Linked DNA regions of Zea mays: region 2 is linked to region 1. Evidence: chromatin contacts called from public Hi-C data. All regions are on one chromosome and are shown on one strand. Each heading gives the region's core, a stretch centred on a gene start, on an enhancer-like site or on the middle of the called end of the contact. The rest is flanking DNA. Distances are from core to core; before and after follow the strand shown. Region 1 holds the start of LOC103641221 (DNA-directed RNA polymerases IV and V subunit 2). Region 2 has its middle 37 kb from the start of LOC103642525.

Region 1 (7,189 bases), core at 1,459-3,958:
CTTTTTGAGATTTATGCAGCCAGCACAAATTCGACTTCACCATTACAGGTAACAATCCAATGTTGATTTGTTTAGTTTCTGTCATTATCTCTCTTTTATGAACATGTGTATCCTTGCCAGTTTTGGCTTTGTCACTTGTGTCGAATATATAAACCTAATAAAGTCAAAACATTAATTGTTCAGATGGTAAAATATCAGTAGAAATCTTATTGATACAAAGATCAAGGTCATAACTTGATTACACATGCCAGAATAATTTGAATCACATCTGCTGCTCATTATATCAAACATGGCAATACTACAAGCAGAATGCCAAGCCACAGTGGTAGCTACATTCAAAGTCTACATGAGTTTTGGAGGCTGAGTAAGGGGGGAAAACATAAGCGACATCATTATGGCTATTGCGCCATCAAAAGGAAAGTTAAAAATGAACTCGAGGAGGAGCTTAATCTCACTAATTTCCATGTCATTTATGAAATATAAGAAAAAGGCTGAAATGGTCACATCATCATCCATACTAGTTAAGAGAATAAGAAAGCTTTTCTGGGATATCTTTTTAATTTTTCCATTTATATTATATATAGTTTAGTCTTTCTTAACAGGTACATAATATTTTACCCCTACTGTTTACTTGATATGTAACATGAATTAGGACATCCTGACCTGAACAGTCATTTCCACATTCATCCTAGACGCATATGTCATCTTCTGGAGGCGAGCATGTCTAGGCTTAAATTTGAGATCTTGCTCTTCAAGGTCAGAATTTTCAAGCATAAACACTGGCTCATCAAGCTTAACCCTACCAAATTTGACAGTTGCATGTTTCCAAGCACCATGTTTATTTGAAGGGTCATAATCAGGTTCCACAGTGATTTCCCCAAGAGAATCAAAGAGCTCTTGGAGTCCATGGGAGACAAAATGATCGTACGAGTTTATCTGATGGCTAACCAGTCCAGTTTCACTGAAAAACGATCTTGCTGCTTCTTTACAGAACTTCTCGAGGCTTGCAACGTTGAAATCCACTGGTACTTGTGAGGGTAGATCTGAAGAAGCCTTTCCTTCCCCTCCATCTTCCTCAGATAGTATTTCTTTCAAATCCACATCCATAGCATTCTGCTTTTCATTCCCTTCATCTCCCACAGATGTTATACATGTCAAATCAACATCCATAACAGACTGCTGTTCATCAACTTCGCCAGAAGGCTGCTGCTCCCCTTTTGCAACCTCCTTGTGGGGGTCTTCAACATCTCCATGGCCATCGAAGTTCAGGCAATCCATCACATCAGTATCTGAGTTTACAGGTGACTGGTCACCATCGGTTTGTGGTTTCCCCATGGCTAAACAATTGGCATCTGGCACTCGGCGTCAACAAAATCCCTTCCTTTACAGTAGAACAGGGAAACAACATAATCAGCACAGTCATCATGGAATTGCACAATTTTGAAACCAGAAGATCAGAAAAGCTGCATCCACATGGCATTCATTCAGCAACAAACACTGAAACCATACACGATTTGTGTAAGGACACAACTTTTCAATTTCTTAACCAAAAGAGATAGGTCAGTATAAGATGTGCGCCCAGGGCTCCACCTGGCATTCCGCAAATGAAACAGCAATAGGTTAATTTCTCAGGCAGATGCATGCGCAAAGACGCTGCCTTTATAAAAAACTGACACATCAGACATCCACTTCACAGAATTCTACCTAAACGGAGCACCTTACAGGCGTAGCAGTACCAATCACGCCAAAAGAAAAAAAGATTTTCCAGCAAAATGCACCGTTTTTCTACCACTGTCCCCCTCTCTGGTCCTTTTTTTATGGCGATTTGGGCAGGCAGGCCCACCACATCATCACGTATGGCGAGTTCGCAACCTTCCATCATCTTAGGAATTAGAAATCAGAAGAGGGCTCGCCACCACGCGTCCCGATCAAATGATCACGGGGCACCACCAAAACCCCGCAACAATTCAGCACCGCACTAGCAACACAAAACCACACCCCGGCCATGAGACGCACACAAAATAACAAGGACAGGGGCGGGGTGTCCCGTCCACCTAAGGCCACGACGTCGACGATGCTCGAAGCGCCAAAACCACGCGCGGCTGGCGGCGAGGGAGCACGGGCTCCAAAGCACTCGCCGCGAACCAAACAAAGAAACGGAAAAAAAAGCGGTCTATTTTTTTCGAGGGAGACGCGTGCACCACACCAGCCCATGCCGCGAGCTAGCGATCCAGTCCTGGCAGTGCAGGCCCATGAGAGCAGAGGAAACGCCGCGTTGCGCCACGCAGCAGGCGGACCGGAACGGTGTGAGCGCGAGATGGCCGTGGCAACGGGGCGCTGAAATGGACGGAGGACGGAGAGGCTTACCTTTGCGCGCCGGCGATCGCCGGTTGCGAGGCGAGGCGAGGCGGAAACCCTACGGCGCGGTGCAGGCACCGCACCGGCGCCGGTTGGGGTTTTCCACGCCGCGTTGCGACCGAGGACGGGAGAGCCGGAGAGGCGAGGCGAGGCGAGTGTGCTTTTGCTGTCCTTTATATGCTACTGTAGGAGGCAGGCAACCAGAACAGAAGCAGGGAGTACAGTACAGTGGACGCTCTCTTTGCTCGCCGTGGCCGTGCGCCCGGGCCGTGAGTTCCTCCTGCGTTTCACCAATAGCAATCGCAACTGCCCGCTGGTGCTCAGCTTTGCGGCTCTGTTCTGACGTGCCTTCCCATTTGGCTGGGTCCTACCGGTCAGTGTCTCTTTCACAGCTCTGGACTGGACAGGCGCCGCCCTCCTGCTGGCCCGTCCGCTGCCTGGGGTGCGGTTTTTTTCAGCTGAGAAAAAGTTTGTATCAGCTGTATGTCGTGAAAAAGCTGCTATGAGTCGTTTTATTTAAATTGATGTGATCTATCCACTATAAATAAAATTATATATTATTTATATGTACTTTATCTAACTATATATCTTAATCAATATATCTAATTTAAAAAATCGATTTCATTTTTGTGTTCCTAATATTTTTACAAATATATCAATTTTACGGTTCCATTTTAATATTTTTATTAAAAATATTTAATTTTATTTATTATAGCACTTAATTATTTTTAATCATATTTTAGTTTTTATTTGTCATATTTATTTATTAATATAATGAACTTCGATAAGCAGCAAAAAACGAGGTCCAAGGTGTTTCCACATTTATACTAAAAAGGTTGCTTTTTTCAAAGCAACTATAGAAAAGTTGAGTCCCTTTGGCGACAAGTTCAAAACGCTGAACCAAACACACCCTAAGAACATACGACAATGTTATATAAGGGTGTGTTTGATTATAATAACATGACATAATCCTTACATAAGGTTGTTTGGTTTATAGTCAGGATTGTGACAGAGCCATCATAGGAGAATACTTTCAATTCTTGTCGTTCTCAGTTATCCCTTAAAATCGGATGGATGAGTCTGTTCCCCCAAGAGACGAGGCTTCTTACATCCCATGCATGTGTATTTATTCCTTATGCCTCGGTCTCATTCCTCCAACCAAACAAAGACAGGGATCAATACATCTCTACCTATCTCTCAAACCAAACAAAAAACTCTTAATATTCCATCCCCCAACTAAATAAGAGTAGAGATCATTTCATACCATCCCCCGCTGTTATGGTGTTGTTACCGCCTTGTCAGGTTCTCGTAAAATCTGTACTACAACTGCCCAATTACTCCACACTTAGATCAGGCCACCTAGCGAATGTTGGCCTAGCAAATGTCAAGGTCAACTAATTACATTTCAATTTATAATGACATTGAAAGGAATATGACCAATGCTAAAATTTTCCTGATCTCCAGAATCACATTTGCATCTAGTAGAGTATATCGCCAACATAAAAACATTATTTTATTCTACCATGAAAAGAAGTCACTCTCAAGTAAATCAAGTTCAAATCCAGCATTAAATAGCAACTTTGTGGGGGGGGGGGGGGGGGGGGGGGGGGGTGGTGAGATGTGATGCATAGAAGATCATATGACGCTGGTCAAAAGTCTAGGGTGCACATGTATTGTTGCCGGCTTACCGCTGATTGCCGTTTCGGTTCTTTTGATCTTTGGCGTGACTTATACCAACAAAAAAAGTTAGGTATTTTTTTGGCTGCAATCTAATCTACATTAATAAATATAATCAGAGTAAACTATACTGCAGTCAAATAAAAAATTGCATCAGGCTGTATGGTTTAGGTTCTACTAGTGGAGAGGAGGTGAAAACAGCGTGAAACACGCGCCGAAAATATACTTTCTCTATTCTAAATTATATATTATTTTTAAGGTTGTTCGGTTGTGTCTAAATGAAAAAAGATTGGAAGGTATTAAATCTCTTAGAAAAATAATGCTGCATGTACAACGATGTTTAATGTAGAGACTCTTAGGATGCGTTTGGTTGGGGAGCCAACTGGGATGGAACGGCTTCATTCCAGTTTCTAAGAATTGAGTAATTTCATTCTGTGTTTGGCAAGTAGAACGGAACCGTTCCATTTTTTTGTTGAAGAGTAAAATAGAGCGGCGCCGTCCGTTTATTGTTTGGTTGGAGAGTCATATGACTGTTGAGTGGAGGAGAGGGATGAGAGCGCTCGCGTCCGCGAGAACGCTCGCATCCGGTCGTTTTGGTGGAGCGAGATCATCCCAAATATTTGATATTTATAGACTGCAGGAGCCGCTTCGTTCTCCTCCATGGTAACCAAACATAAAAAAAATAAGAATGGAATCGTTCCAATTCCCTCCGCTCCTCAACCAAACACACCCTTAAGGTGTCTAAAGAAGGTATTTGCAAAAAAAAATCATGGAGCCGTCTCTCCGTAAAGAGACGCCGCTGGCTCTAGTAATCTAAGTAGCAATAGACGTCTCAATTCCTACTATACGAATTCGTCGTCTGTTCTATCGATCCGATATTGTACAAGCGCATTTATTTCTGTATTTATTAATAGAATATATTTATAGATACTTTATTGTATAATAGAGTCTCTTAATTGTCTTTTATATTTGAAGAACGGTTTTAGCGTCTCTCCACTATACATGCTCTTGGTATGCCCACTTTTTTTTGTATATGGCTGAGACGGAGTATTTACGAATTATTTAAGACTTCACCGCTGAGGCTAGTGACGACATTGGCGCATTGACATACAGTTATTTTCTCTTTAATGGAGAGATACACTGCTTTCAATCCGGTAACAAATGCACCTACATATTATTAGGAATTTCTTACAACGACCAACTCTTTCTCAAAGAATGCAGATACAAGCGGGAACTCATTACTTTTGACGTGAATGCTCTAGAAGATCGTAGCTATCAGAGTTCGTTCATATGGGCTTTATTAGTATTTTAGAAAAGTTCAATTTTACAAATTTTTGCCAACAATTAGTTAGATTATTGTATAAAAAATCGTTTCTATACTTGGTCGAGATTACCTGATTATTGACTTTCTTAGAGCTTTGGATCCTATTTGGCACTTGATTATCGGAGCTTCTATCGGTTTTATAAGTACTAGAGACAGTTAAAAGACTGTATGATATGATTCCGAGTTTTTGATCATAAATACAGTTAAGAGACGATATCTATGAAGAATCGTGTAGAAATTGACTCTTCATCCACTACAGGAATTCTAAAGATTCCCGTCGGCCAGGACAAAGGCTGACGGGGATAAGGTAATTCCCGTCGGTTACTTAACAGCCGATATGCACTATATTAACTCCCCTCGGCCTGTGCCTTGGGCGACGGGAATTATATTAACTGAAATGGAAATAGGCTTACACCTTTTCCTAAATGATTTTGGTGATTGAATTGTCCAACACAAATAATTGGACTAACTAGTTTGCTCTAGATTATAAGTTCTACATGTGCCAAAGGTTCAACACAAACCAATAAAAAGTCCAAGAAAGGGTTCAAATAAAAAAAGCAAAAGACAACTGAATGCTGCCCTGGTCTGACGCACTGGACTGTCCGGTGCCTCATGTAGCACCGGACTGTCCGGTGTGCCAAGCGGAGTAACGGCTACCGCGCTAACGGTCGACTGCAAAAGTGAACAGTGAACAGTGCCGACTGCGCGCGCAGAGTCAGAGCAGGCGCCAGATGGCGCATCGGACAGTGAACAGGACCTGTCCGGTGCACCACCGGACTGTCCGGTGGCCCACATGTCAGAAGCTCCAACGGTCGAACCCTAATGGTTGGGTGACGTGGCTGGCGCACCGGACTGTCCGGTGCGCCATACGACAGCAGCCTTCCCCAACGGCCACTTTGGTGGTTGGGGCTATAAATACCCCCAACCACCAATACTTCAAGGCATCCAAGTTTTCAGCCAACTCATTCAATACAAGAGCTAGTGCATTCAATACAAGACATAAATAGAGTGAATCAAAATCTCTCCAAGTCCCAATTCCACTCAAAGCAATAGTGACTAGAAGAGAGAGTTTTGTCGTGTTCTTTTGAGCTCTTGCGCTTGGATCGCTTTTCTTCTTCCTCCTTTCTTGTTCTCAACTCAATTGTAATCAAAGCAAGAGACACCAAGTTGTGGTGGTCCTTGTAGTGGACTAAGTGTCCCGTTTGATTGAAGAGAAAAGCTCACTCGGTCTAGGTGACCGTTTGAGAGAGGGAAAGGGTTGAAAGAGACCCGGTCTTTGTGACCACCTCAACGGGGAGTAGGTTTGCAAGAACCGAACCTCGGTAAAACGAATCACCGTGTCACATTCTTCATTTGCTTGTGATTTATTTTTCGCCCTCTCTTTTGGACTCGATTATATTTCTAACGCTAACCCCGGCTTGTAGTTGTGCTTAAACTTTATAAATTTCAGATTTGCCTATTCACCCCCCTCTAGGCGACTTTCAATTGGTATCAGAGTCCGGTACTTAATTAAGAGCCTAACCGCTCGAAGTGATGTCGGGAGCTCACGCCAAGAAGGAGATGGTGACCGGCGAGAAGCCCGCCACAAGCCACGGGAAGGCTCCATCGGGGGAGTCCGACAATAAGAAGAGGGAGGAATCACCTCCCCGCGTCAAGTCGCACCGGAGTGGCGACAAGAAGAAGAAAATGAAGAAAGTGGTCTACTACGAGACCGATTCTTCATCGCCTTCCGCCTCCGGCTCCGACACACCGTCCGTCACTTCTAAGCGCTATGAGCGCAAGAAGTTTAGTAAGATCCACTTACGCTATCCTCGCATTTCCAAACGCACC
Region 2 (7,189 bases), core at 2,061-4,560, 180 kb after region 1:
ATTCACGTTTAGACCCTAGAAAATTTTAATGTCATTTTTGGACCCTTTACTCGGCGCCGTAGCCTGTGGCGCCGAGGTAACACAGCTCGGCGCCATAGGCTATGGCGCCGAGGTACGTGCTGCGTTGGCACAAACGGACGTCGTGGCGCCGACGTGGTACCGAGCTCGGCGCCATAGATCTTGGCGCCGAGCTCCGTTCTGTACAGAAAACTTGTCTAGCTCAGTTGGTAAAATACAAGGCTCTTAAACTTGTGGTCGTGGGTTCGAGCCCCACGGTAGGTGTTTTTTAATACTTTTTGTCTTTGTCACTTATTTATTTTATTGTTATCCATATTTTTCGTTTATGTCGCTGATTTGTCCGTCCTGATTTATTTCTCATCCAGTTTTATTTTTGTGACTGATTTGTTTATTCGTCCAGATTTTTTTATCCGGTGAGCACAGCAGCTGTGTGCCACAGTGCTCACAAGCCGTCAACTTCTCCAATTGTTTGCTCAGCTAACCACAATAAAAATCAAATAAGAACACTCTTACTTCAATCGTGATCAAATAAAAATATTATATTTTCATTGAATTCTTTTGAACATAAATTTTAAATACATAATAACATATTCCCAGTAAAAAGAAGCACACATATTCATCTTTTTTTCTTCTGCACTAAATAAAAGTATACTCCATTATATACTTGTCTCATGGATGATATATTTTAGAATTTACTGCATATACAGCTGCTGTGCTCGCCGGATAAAAAAAATCTGGACGAATAAACAAATCAGCCACAAAAATAAAACTGGATGAGAAATAAATCAGGACGGACAAATCAGCGACATAAACGAAAAATATGGACAACAAAAAAATAAATAAGTGACAAAGACAAAAAGTAAAAACGCCTATCGTGGGGCTTGAACCCACGACCACAAGTTTAAGAGCCTTGTATTTTACCAACTGAGCAAGACAAGTTTTCCGTACAGAATGGAGCTTGGCGCCAAGATCTATGACGCCGAGCTCGGTACCACGTCGACGCCACGACGTTCGTTTGTGCCAACGCAGCACGTACCTCGGCGCCATAGCCTATGGCGCCGAGCTGTGTTACCTCGGCGACATAGGCTACGACGCCGAGTAAAGGGTCCAAAAATGACATTAAAATTTTCTAGGGTCCAAACGTGAATTTTTTTCGAATGAATGACCAAAATGCAAAAAATTCGGACGATTTGCTTGCTCAGAGCCATCTCGACTGGAACTCCCTGATTCTTCTAAAGATCTTCCTTAGTCATAAGAACCTGTTGTCGACTAAGAATCACATCTCTGATACCATATCGTGATGTCCATGGTTCTATTACCTTGAATACCCGCAGACAGTACCAAGTCGTAGAGGAATTAGGGAAGAACTCATAGAGAAGAAATGGGGAAGAGAACAAGGAGGCAGGTAAGTATGTTTCTTCTTCTCAATGCTTCTTACGGCCAGCGTCTAATTCCATTTTATGTCTTACAATGGCCCATGCACTACACCAAAATAGTAAACTTCCTAGAGCCTAAACCCTAGGAAGTTAGGTCTAAACTCTAGGAAGTTAGCGAAACTCTCGGAAGTTAAGCCATCCCGTCGGAAGTTAGCGAAGCTCTCGGAAGTAAAGCCGTAGGAAGTTAGGTAAGCAGCTAACTTCCTACAGCCAGCCGTAGGAAGTTATATTTTTGGTTTACTGGTCAACAGCTAAAAGCTAACTTCCTAGAGGAGGCCTAGGAAGTTATTTGGGCAGCTAACTTCCTAGAGCCAGCCGTAGGAAGTTAGCTATTCTATTGGCTTGTGAACGGATGAAACCTAACTTCCTAGAGCCAGCCGTAGGAAGTTAGTTAAGTTCCTACGGTTTTGTAACTTCCGACAGCTTTTATAAAAAACTGTAGGAAGTTATGTTTATTTCCTAGAGGTATCAGTTGCCTCTCGGAAGTTATTTATTTCCTACGGTTTTATATAAAAGCTGTAGGAAGTTAAAAAACCATAGGAAGTGTATGATTTTGGTGTAGTGATGGCTCACACGGTCCCACACAGCCCATACGACCCCTCTATGTTTAACCAATTAAACTCCCCTTCGTTCAATTAACAACTTCCGGCTTCTGATGCACTAGACTCATCTTCATCTGACCATCTCTACTACCTGCTATTCCATATGCATGACATACGACCGGCGTGGTGTCTGATGAAGAGGAATGAATGGCAGATGCGATGTGCATCCGGGCGAGGAGCGATGTTGTGTGGTCTAGGTGGGCGTTAGTTATCGCCCGCGCTAGTAGGCATGTGTGGCACGTGTGAGTGGGCGGCGGTTTCAGTGGTGCTTTGTTGGATCGTCGTGACTGCCCCCTGCCGGCTACGAATACACACGGATACAAATTTGGATGTCACTATTTACCACATTTTAATTCAAATACGGATACAAATACAAATATTATTGGATAAAATACAAAACGATACTTTGAATTCATATTCAAATAATCACATGGTTTGGAACATAGTGTCATAATGATTATCAATTTGTTTTATTATTGGATTTATAATTGATAAAAATTATATTACAAGTAAATTATAATCATAGCACATAGATACCTTATAAGCATATTCATTAATAAAAATATATTATTTAAAAATAAAAATATATGTCATGCTTATAGAAATATATGTAAGCTCTGACCACATTTACATATTATTTTATAGTTTCTATAAATAGGTATCTAATTCATTTAATTGATATAAAATAGTAAATATTTCCAAAAAATTAAAATTTTCATTCTAAAATGAATGAATACCTTATATAAATGTATGCACCGAAATTTAATATTTATTAAATTTATCATTGTATATCACTAGTAATATAAGATTACTATAATTATTTATTTATCATATAAGTATTTTCAAAAAATTAAATGGTGTATATAATTTTTCTAGCATACCATGAAAAAGTAAAATCATTTGTAATTAGTAATAAAAATATTTTTTTTAATGGTTTCATCAACTACTTTTTCCTTGTCGGATACAGATAGTATCGAATTTTCTACGATTCTGTCGAATACGAATCTAGATTCAGATAGAGAAAAATACTAGAAATTGAATTCAGATACATCCATTTGATATCTATATTAAAATTAAATACGAATACGGAAAACCATATTAGCATTTTTAGTGAATACAAATACAAATAATTTAGATCTCTAGACATCCTAATCCAGCCCTAGAGGCCTCCATTCTCCTTCACATGTATGTCGTGTGGGATCGTGGGCATGTAGCAAGCAGACTCGTGGGAATTCTAGTGCACAATGTGGGCCTAAATTGAGTGAGCTTGAACGGGCCTCAACTCCAAGCTCCAATAGGCCATTACTCTCTTCTTCTGCGCTCGCTTCCGATCCTTGGACCTGTTCTACACATGTTACCCTATCTATTTCAGATTTAAAAGTGCAGGTGAAACAAAAAAACATACATGCTGTGCAAAAAATTGCAGACTTAGCAATCATGCAAACTTGTGTGCTGAGAACAACATTCGACTAGAACAATATCTTTGTTCAGCTGATACAAAAAAATGCACACTTAGAATAAATAAAAAAAGCTAGTGGAATAAAAGATTGTGCTCCCATACATGCTCAACTAGAATTACCCAGATGGATGGAACAAATAAATATTTCTTGAACAAAATTTGTAGGGGCGGCAATAATCAATAGCTACAATAAATCATGCAAACTTATGGAATAAAAAGTTGTACTTCGATGTCAAAAGTTCTAGATATATTGACAAAATGATGAAACAATAGAGAAAAAGATGTTTGAAGGGACCCTCATGTTTCGAGAGATTGAATTATGCAATCTAAAATTTACATCTAACTATAACCACTATTTTTAATAAGTCAAAACCAACGTAATAAAATAATCAATTTAGATATATAAATAAAATTTTGCTAGATATGTTGACATCTCTATCACAAAAGAGTTATGCAATCTAGACTGTAATCCTATCAACCAGCCAATCAAACAGAGGTAGAAAAGTAAAACACACAATCATGACAAATAACATAAATACGAAAGTTTAAGTTTGGTAGAGATGCAAACTTTCATCAACTACTCCAACATTTTTTACCGGATATCGAGAACCTCCTTCATTTCCCTAGTCCTCATTAGAGCCCCTAGTATGAATGCCCCACAAGGGCTAAGCTCCATGTCGAGTAACTCCGTGGATAGGTCCTAGTCTATTCTACGCACAGCTTGATCCTATCCGTCTTCACAATCAAGATTTCGGCAGAAATGCTACTGGCAATGTTTTCTCTGGTATATGGTGGCAGCCCACACACGAACAAAGTTGGTGCTACCTCAAAAGACTACAATCCCCTCGAAGTACAACAACAGTGTGCACAAGCACCAAATAGCAAGAGAGGTACACAAACCTCACTGAATACTTAGCCCAAGTCTGGATAAAGCACTTTTAGTAGTAGTCTAACTAGCCTAAGGAATTTACAAATAACCTACACTTATCACCAAGTATATCACTAAGCATTATTCAAGTAGAGAACTCTAAAATGGTGTAGCAACACCTATAATGGTTTCCCAACTCCTCAAAACATCAAATGGCCGGTTGGGTGGCATATGTACCCCCAAGGATGGAACTTGTCGTTGGAACCTGTTGTAGCTTTCTATGTAATCACCAGACTAGTCTGGTACCGTTCCGCATGTGATGTGTGGTGGTTCAGAATTGTTCTTTTTTGGATAGCCTTAGGATGACAGCTAGAGTGTGTTATTTTTAATCATCTTGATGTGCTCAGATGAAATTTTGGTTGCATAACCTTGTTGTTCAATGCTGCACCAAATCTGGCATGAAGTGGAGAGCAACGGGGTTATGCTACCAAAATTTCATTAGAGCACATTCATTGACCACAATACCGCACTCTATCGGCCATCTTTGGGTGGGTATAGGACATATGAATTACCTATAGATGTACGACCATCATATGTAGAGACGTAAAAATCTCATGGACAATTCTTACTCGTATATAGCTGCAATAATATGGGATGGTCGTGGTTGGATGTATGCAGGTTTCAAAACAGGCTTCACCCGTAGGGGTGCTTTGCCAAGACTAAGTAGTTCGGGATCGTGCAACTGCTTTGTCACAAATACATAAGATTAGGTGCCCATACAAGAAATGCAAAAATATGTTGTGCAATGACAAGAGTCGGGTTACTTGAGACATGTGCACCCATAGTTTCGTGCTAGATTATGAGATCTGGTATCTCCACAGAAAATCACAATACGGAAGAGCAACACAACTAAAAGTTGATAGGATGGATTAGATGCTCGAGGATCTATGTCTAGAGTTGGATCCATATCTCCATGATTCGCCTACACCTGAAGTTCATAAGTTCTTCGACCTACTCAAAGCTTTAGAAAAGCCTCAGAATGACCACACCAAGGTCACATGTTCTTGAATTCATGACCTGTTTGGTGGCAATCAAGTGCAAGTTTGCATTCTCAATCAATGGTTACTAGAAGCTCATGGATTTGATTAGTAAGGTTCTTCCGATGGGTCAAAAGATCCCTAAGGACATGTACCATTTCAAAAAATTGCTTGAAGGTCGTAGTATGGAGTATGAGAAGATTGGTGTGTGCCACGACAACTGCATGATCTTTTGGAAGGAACAAGACAAAGAAAAGAAGTGCTTAAAATGTGGCAAGTCGAGGTACGCCGAGGTTATAAACAAAGACAGGGAGATGGTGGTTGTATACCCAAAAAAAGCTATTTTAGAGCTTAAGTATTTTTTTAAAAAAATAATAAAAGAGCCTATTTGAATTTTTACTTTCTTATGTGAATTATACATTTGAAATTAAAGCCCTAGAGGTTAGATGGGTAGTTAAGTGGTTAACTAAGTAAGCCATGAAAGGCTGGTACTATGAAGGGTGCCTCGATAGCGTCCAAGGAATAAATAAGCATGAGATGATGCCTAGGATGTGCATATATGCACAATAACAAAAAAAAATGAGCATAATCTCCACCTTGCAAGTAGCTAGTTACTTTTTTCTTGTTCTAAGTCATCTTAGTACTTTTATTTAACTTAGCACTAAATACCAAAGTTGCTCCAAAATAAGTTTTGTAATACTTTTATTTAACTTAGCACTAAATACCAAAGTTGCTCCAAAATAAGTTTTGTAATTGCTATCCAAAAATGTCGAGGTTTGTCTAGGTAGACCTACAATTACAATCAATTTACCGAGTTGTTATCCCAAGTAAAAACAGATTGGACCCTGTTGTAAGAACATGGATAAATGAATGCCTTAGGAACCTTTTTGGTCAAACCTATGACTAACAAAGTTGTACCCCATAACCTATGGAGTAAACTGGTCAAATTTGAGTTGCTTTGGGTATATAGTTTCCATGTTACAGGCATTCCTTTACTATTTTCAGCCACACTTTGTCACACCCGGTTTTTGAAGGCAAACTGAATGCGAACCATGTACGTGCCAGGATCAGCAATTCATGTACACAGCAGTTACATAACTGGACATCATCACACAATGCTCAAATAATGACATAAAAGAGGGTATAATAGTCGATTACATCATGATGTCCGAAACATCCACATAGTCTTTAACAATAATCAAAGTGCGGAAAAGAAACGTATACACACGGCCTACACAGGCAGCCGACTGGGGGTTTGCCGCTAACCCACGCCTAGAACTCATCGTACTCTTGGAACTCCTAGAAGTCCTCCTCCACGACTTCATCTTCACCTGAGCAGTGGTTGCAACGCTGACAACCTGGGGGGTTTGGTGTGTAAAGCAAGAGCGAGTACATATCAACATACTCAGCAAAATGTCCCGTTTGGCTGTAGTGGACTAGCTTTATGTGGAGTTAAGTCAAGCAGTTGCTTTTAGTTGGTCAGGTTATTATTTACTAGTAAAAAGCCAGATTTTAGCATTAACCCAAGTTATTAACCCAGATGTACCCTTTCCAAACGGAAAGAATACCACTTACCATTACCATAGTCATAACCAAAACCATCATCCTCGTCACCACCTGTAAACCATACATCTCTGATCAAGTATTTCTAATCAAGTATCTCTAATCAATGGAGCTCCCTTGGTCGCTCATAACCACGAGCACGGCTGATATATCAGTTTTCAAACACTCTACAGAGGTTGCGCACTTTACCCACAAGCCGTGATTCC

The links. Hi-C and Micro-C count contacts between places; a contact is called where the count stands out from the background.
Region 2: a contact with region 1 is called in a Hi-C map of leaf, with 5 times the contacts expected there. The contact joins the enhancer-like site here to the promoter of LOC103641221 in region 1. A contact is called at or near these places in 3 of 25 Hi-C or Micro-C datasets (all in leaf).

The regions. Positions count from the first base shown.
Region 1 is chr10:74,234,125-74,241,313 of Zm-B73-REFERENCE-NAM-5.0, forward strand. It overlaps LOC103641221 (DNA-directed RNA polymerases IV and V subunit 2), which reads right to left and starts at 2,709. Exons shown (of 8, transcript XM_008664582.4): 1 at 2,368-2,709; 2 at 664-1,381; 3 at 1-154. The coding sequence starts at 1,335.
Region 2 is chr10:74,414,486-74,421,674 of Zm-B73-REFERENCE-NAM-5.0, forward strand. No RefSeq gene overlaps it. Among protein-coding and RNA genes, the nearest start is that of LOC103642525, 37 kb to the right of the region's middle. Within about 2 kb of position 3,311, at least 14 of the 20 cell types and tissues checked have an H3K27ac peak or open chromatin away from gene starts, as enhancers often do. A contact at or near this core is called in leaf, where this site is marked.